Linked DNA regions of Zea mays: region 1 is linked to region 2. The links are chromatin contacts, called in public Hi-C maps. All regions are on one chromosome and are shown on one strand. Each heading gives the region's core, a stretch centred on a gene start, on an enhancer-like site or on the middle of the called end of the contact. The rest is flanking DNA. Distances are from core to core; before and after follow the strand shown.

Region 1 (3,446 bases), core at 653-3,152, 140 kb before region 2:
GAAATTAGACTGAGGTAAAATATTTATAATCTGTCTTTAATTTCAAAGTTTGTGCACTGGAATTTTTGAAGTAGCTTTAAGCATGGAGAATCCCTCGAATTAGCTAGCTTCTGTCCATGCATTGTGCTGTATATTGGCTAAAACTCAGTAGCTTGTGGTAGTTGTTCCAGTATACTTTCTAGAAGTTTTGCTGGGAGTCTGTTTTGATTAATGAATATGTCACTGTGTGGTTCATGCTTGAATTGGAGGGTTGCCAACTTCTCTAGCTGATCTACACAACCAAAACAGAGATGCCACTTGTGCTCCATTGTCAATTCCAGCAAGTGTTTCATGTTGCAGTGAAGAGAGACGCCTGCTTTTGAATTGTGGTCGTGGAATTGCTGCTCTATGGTTCATGCTTTAATTGGAGACTACAGTATGCATGTCTGATGCCTGCTGCTGCATGAGGCATTGGAACGAAAAAACACAGTTGGTTTGCCGTGGCCCACTTAAGTTGTTTCAAAAAAATTAGCGATCACTTTATAGCAGTCTGTTGTGGGCTAAGTTTTTTGGGGAGAAATTATTCTAACAACGGCCACCAATAAGTGATCTTGGGGAAGCATTTTTTTAGTACCTTCTTGGAGTTGCTCTAAAATAACACCGTGGTTATTTTCTCTATCGACGCTGCGGGCGCGCGCGATGGGGTGTCTGGGTGTGGACATGGGTCTCGGCCTTTTGCGCCTCACTCCACTCGCCCACCCCACCCTACCCCCGCGCCATCGCCGGTGGGCGTGGCTTGTGTTGTTGCCCCGTTGCTTTCCAGCCCCACTCCCTTGCCGTCCGCCGGGCTCGGGCACGAACTGCCGAGCCAGCCGGCCACGAGGCGCACCATGTACTCTGCACGCCTGGTGATTGGTGAACTCGTTCGGGTCTCCTTACGTGGTTGGTGGGGCCGAGCTGTCGCGGGCAGTGGTTGAGCAGGTGTGAGCGCGCGTTGCCGCCGCGTGGGCTGGGGCCTCGGGCCTGGGGGTGGGAGCCAGCGCGGAGGGGAAACGCAAATCTGGCGCGGCCCGGAAAAGGCTGCGACCTGCAAGTGCAAGGGGGAGGGAGTGCGGGAGCATGAGGCGGTGGTCGTCAACAGTCAATAATGCGCCATGTCCCCAGACAAATCTGTCTGCTGATGCGTTCTGCTTTGCTCCGCTTCGTGGTCGTGGCTGCCATCACTGATGCTCTGTCAAAAACATGGGTGAAGTGCGATTACTGGTCAGGAAACCCTTTCTGTCCCATCTTCCATCATTCGGTTCGAAAGAGTATCAATCTCTCTCTCTCTCATGAGCACCATACAGCTGATTACTGCACCTTGTTTTTCTTCATACTGAGATTATTGCGCTTTTTTGCCTGGCCCTGGCCATGGCCCCCCGAGAGGCCGAGATTATTGCACTAGGCTTGTGTTTGGTTGCAGGATAGTAGAGCAGCAGTTCGTGCGTGTGGCCTCGAAGCGTAGAGTATACTAGATGATTGTTATAAAAGAATTTGTGCGATATTAAGGTCGATAATAAATATGATGTTCGTTCTTATGTAATCATTGTGCACTAACATTTTGTCGTATATTTTATATGTCGTTACAACGCTCATGCACCTAACTATCACAAAATTTATGTATGGCTAGGATTACAAATAAATTACAAAATATTTTCTTCTAGCAATATAACACACATTTATCGTGATATTATATACTCTCGTTGCAACGCACGGGCACCCATCTAGTTAGCATCAGAAGACTGACATCATACCTCATCAGTCGGATCGGATCGTCGCCCTTCTTTCCATGGATGTCACAGGCAAAAAAACCTAATAAGCTTGGTAATCCTCACTGCTTATTCATAACAACATTCAAAGTTCAAACGGCCAGATCCGATACACCTCTACGCAACGCCACCCTGCACAGGAGACGGCTTCCACGAAACCCGCCTTCTTCTCCTGGCGCAGCAGAGCAGAAACGCGCACTGGGGGTGCTGGTGGGTGGGGGCCATCTATAAAGGCCGCGCGCGCGCGCTGATGAGTAGTGGAGCCATCACGGCATCACCCATCAGCCCATCACCACCTCAACCGACAGCTCGTCACTCTCCTACTCCCGTCCCACCTCCCATCATCCGCGAGCCCCGCCAGGCCCCAGCTGCAGCAGCGGCTATGGCGTCGTCTCCGCCCGACGTGGACCTGGGCAAGCTGAGCTACGAGATCTTCTCCCTACTCGAGAGCAAGTTCCTCTTCGGCGGCGGCTCCGTGCCGGGCACGCCAGCGCGGGCGGCGGCTCCGGGCCCCGGGGAGGACCGCGGCAGGGTGCGGGTGCTGGCGATCGACGGGTGCGGGCCGGGCCCCGGCGACGCGCTGCTGGCGGCGGCCGCGCTCGCGAGGCTGGAGGCGGCGCTGCGGGCGCGCGCGGGGGACCCCGGCGCGCGCGTGGCCGACTTCTTCGACGCGGCGGCGGGGGCCGGCGCCGGCGGCGTGCTGGCCGCGATGCTGTTCGTGCGGGGCGACGACGGGCGGGCGCGGTACACGGCGGCGGACGCGCTGGCGTTCGTGGCGGCCAGCCTCGGGAGAGGCGGCGGGTGGGGCAGCGGCGGCGGCGGGGGCGTACGGGGCAAGTGGGCCGCGCTGTTCCGGCGCGGGGGGAGGCGGGGTGCGCCCTCGCCGCCGCTGCGGCGGGTGTTCGGGGACGCCACGCTCAGGGACACCGTGGCGCCGCTGCTGGTGCCCTGCTACGACCTGGCCACGGCCGCGCCCTTCCTCTTCTCCCGCGCCGACGCCGTCGGGAGCGGCAGCCTCGACTTCCGCCTCCGCGACGTGTGCGCCGCCACCTGCGCCGCCGCCGGGGGCGCCGCGCCCGCCGTGCGGTCCGTGGACGGCCGCACGGCCATCGCCGCCGCGTCCGGCGGCGTCGCCGCCATGGGCAACCCCGCCGCGGCCGCCATCACGCACGTGCTCCACAACAAGCGGGAGTTCCCGCTCGCCGCCGGCGTCGACGACCTCCTCGTCGTGTCCATCGGCTCGGGATCGTCCTTCGCCTCCGCCGCCGCCGCTTCTGCTCCTTCCACCGGCTGGCGGACGCCCGTCCCGCCGCGCTCGCCGTCGCCCGCCGAGATGGTCCGCCTCACCTCCGAGGGTGTCGCCGACATGGTAATTAACCAAAGCCTCCGTCCCGTCGTAGTCGTACAGTAGTGCGTCACACGTACGGCTGCCGTCGAAATTTTAAGTCATAAGTTTATTAACCGCGTCCCCGGCATTTGCGTCTGTGCGCTCAGGTCGACCAAGCAGTGGCCATGGCGTTCGGGCACACGTGCGGGCGCAACTACGTTCGCATCCAGGTGGGTGATCAACGGGGATTACTCTCTCTCTCTCTCTCTCTCTCTCTCTCTCTCTCTCTCTCTCTCTCTCTCTCTCTCTCTCTCTCTTTCTCTCTCTCTCTC
Region 2 (3,158 bases), core at 90-2,589:
GTGCCAATGCCATGTTGTGCAAGTGTCTGCATCATCATCCCCCCTAACACCATCCCTTCCGTCATCCTCTTTCGACTGTACACTACTTTCAGAGAACTTTGAGTTTCCAAAACATCTCCAAATCAGGATCCGCCCTGTTACATCACCACCAGCCACAGTTCTCTCAGTTGGATGGAATGCCAGAGTGGTCAAGTGTTTGGTGTGCCGGAGCTTTATCTTCCTTATCTTGTCAGGCTTGAAATCTTTTGTTGGTATGCGCCATATATGGAGCTTTCTTTTATTTGTAATGCCCAAGAATTCTCCAGAACTACTTGCAACGATCTTTTCTGGTTTACGTGTCTGTTTAGATCAGAGCAAATAGTTCATGGAAGCAAGGTTGTAACATTAAAAAACAGAAGTGACACATATTCAACATAATTCTGTACTTTATAATTGAAATTTGAAAACTTATTATATTCGATTCAAATACCAAGAGCATCAGCAAGCATAACCGTCAATATAAAGTACATTAAAGACCAAGATTTATTATGTGGAAATTGACAGATATTGAGTGACAAAGATTTATTATAAAGCTTCTCACCTCGGCCAGGAGGCCACCCACTTGGCGCCCCTTTGTCAGGTCATAAACTCTCATCTGCCCACACAGCGCTTTTGGTTCACTTGCCAGCTTACTCGTATCCTCCACAGAGATGAATGCAAAGGGGCTCGACACCTCAACTCCTTTTGAGGTCCTATATATGTCAGGAACCACCTGCACTCACGGAATCAAATCACAAGCACGCACATTGGCACATGTAATCTCGATTTTTCTCAGCTCAGAATACAAACTAATGATAACCAGAGCAACAGAAATCGAGGAGGCAGCAGGTTGAGCTTACCATGGAGTGGACGGGGAGCCCAACCTGGACCTTCCGCATCACCTCCGCGGCCAAGAAGTCCCAGTAGATGAGCACCCCGTCGAGCCCCGCCGTCCAGCAGTAGCTCGCAAGCTTGGCCGCCGCGGTCGCCTGCGCTGGCGGCGCCACCACCACCACGGCGGTGACGTCCCCCTCGTGCCCCTCCAGCTCCGACACCTGCGACACACCAAAACCCCCGACAACAGTCACAACCCGCACCTCAACAAATTTCCTTCATCGAAGACGGCGGCGCACGGGGCCGGGCTTACTAGCATGGCGGTGGCGGTGCTGAAGACGGAGACGGCGCGACCGGAGCAGACGAGGAGGAGGCGCCCGTCGGCCGAGAAGGCCGGCGGCGCCGAGACGTAGCTCTGGCCGCCGGTGATCATGGCGGTGACGGCGAGGAGGCGCTAGCCGCTAGGGTTTTGGGGTCCAAGTCCGAGTGGGAATGGAGTGGGGGAGGGAGACGGCGCTGGCTCGACAGAGTAGTAGGGTTTTGGGGCCTTGTTTGCCGAGGCGAACTGGCGAAGAGTGGCTCTGAACGGGTTAACGGGCCTAAACCCGCTTCGTATTTGGGCTGTAGGATAATGGACTGGGCCGAGCCGAGCTCCTTTGTCCCTGTCGATGAGGCCGGGCTGGATTAGGCCTTAGGGTAGCTTGCAAGAATGATGTCCAAGGCCAAGGCTCACAGTGTTATCCTTATCCTTATATCATACTTTAGATTAGATTTAGAATTTCTGATACAAATTTAATTTTCTAACTTTTTTTATCCGTCTGAGATGCTCTTACGTAGGGGTGGTAATGGATCGCGATCCAAATGGTTCTTCACAAAATAGTAGGGCCCTAAATAAATTTTAGTTCAAAAATAAATAGAAATAAGATCCGATCCTAATCCGATCCGATCCTTAAATCTTATAATATAAAATTAAGAGTCTTACGATTCGGTTTTTTATACGTAAACACGAAACACGCGCCCTCGCGCGTCTTTTGAAAGTTGCCACGCGAAACAGAAACAGGCAGCACGTCGTAATAATAATTGGGCATCCCAATCTTTCTTATTTTATCTCGGCCAACGTGGACGGCGCGTGATTTTCTCTTCTCTCGCAGTCGCAGCACGGCAGTCGGCAGCAGGCAGGCAGCCAGCCAGCAGCCAGCAGCTGCGAATCGAAGCGGAATCGAAGCCCACCACCAGCAGCAGTGCCCACTTGCTTGGAGCGCGAGTTTACCCCGAGCAAATCGCGGCGGCGCTCGTGCCCGTGCCTCCCGCGTCGAACCCTAGTGCAACTACCAGATCCGGAGATCCCGCGCGGGCGCGGGCGGGACACCAAGCTTCTGACTCAACTCAATCCCCGCACCTGCCAATGCCACCCCCTCGGCGCTGATCCGATCCCGCCGCCGCCGACACTCGCGGGCCCGCCCCATGGATTCCGCCCGGAGCTGGCTCCAGAAGCTGCAGCCGCGGGACAAGGACAGAGAGCGGGGCGCCAAGACGCCGGCGCCGGCGTCGCCCAACGGTGGCGCCGGCAACTCCGCGAGGATGGCCGCCGCGGCGGGGGAGGAGGCGCTGTCTAGCGCCACCAAGCAGAAGGTGGCGGCGGCGAAGCAGTACATCGAGAACCACTACAAGTCGCAGATGAAGTCGCTTCAGGAGCGCAAGGAGAGGTCAGTCCACTCCACTCCACTCCACTCCACTCCACTTTCCTTCCTGGTGTGATGGCAATGCGCGTGTGCCTGGGTGATTTGAGGGGGCTCAGTGCTGGCAAATCGCTATATTTATCAAGTGATGTAACTTTGAGCTGGGCAGTTGGCCTCGGTCTTCTAGTAATTGCTAAGTGATCATTCATCATTTACTATTATCAGCTTGTCTATGCCATTTTTAGGGGAGCCGGGTTCTGTAGGCCTATTAACATTTTATCTGTTTGCAAATACTTACAAAATTGCTAAGGGTCTGTTTGGTTCCAGGGACTAAAGATTAGTCCCTCCATTTTAGTCTCATTATTTTCTTTTGCAATGAGAAAACAGATTAACCCAACAAGGTGGAACATACCATACATAATTATCAACTTATATGGTCAAGAATGAGGATAAAATCTGCCCATAGAGAAGGGAATAAATTGTAACCAGTTGACTGCTGAAATTAGCCCCAACTTTATTTTAGTGCCCCCATTAGTCTGCATGAGCACTGTTAGCAGATACAGCTTCATATAGAATTATGGATTATGGAAGTAAGTACACCTTGCAGTCTGCTTCTGTACTTTGGTA

Evidence for each region. Hi-C and Micro-C count contacts between places; a contact is called where the count stands out from the background.
Region 1: a Hi-C map of leaf mesophyll shows a contact between it and region 2, with 2.6 times the contacts expected there. The contact joins the promoter of LOC103640595 here to the promoter of LOC100383022 in region 2.

What each region holds. Positions count from the first base shown.
Region 1 is chr1:177,016,194-177,019,639 of Zm-B73-REFERENCE-NAM-5.0, reverse strand. LOC103640595 (patatin-like protein 3) reads left to right here and starts at 1,902. Exons shown (of 3, transcript XM_020546533.2): 1 at 1,902-3,156; 2 at 3,282-3,344. The coding sequence starts at 2,038.
Region 2 is chr1:176,879,113-176,882,270 of Zm-B73-REFERENCE-NAM-5.0, reverse strand. It overlaps LOC100383022 (Transducin/WD40 repeat-like superfamily protein), which reads right to left and starts at 1,339. Exons shown (of 16, transcript NM_001329466.1): 1 at 1,166-1,339; 2 at 879-1,073; 3 at 581-751; 4 at 1-339. The coding sequence starts at 1,285. LOC100381537 (putative AGC protein kinase family protein) reads left to right here and starts at 2,025. Exons shown (of 14, transcript NM_001174366.1): 1 at 2,025-2,558. The coding sequence starts at 2,317.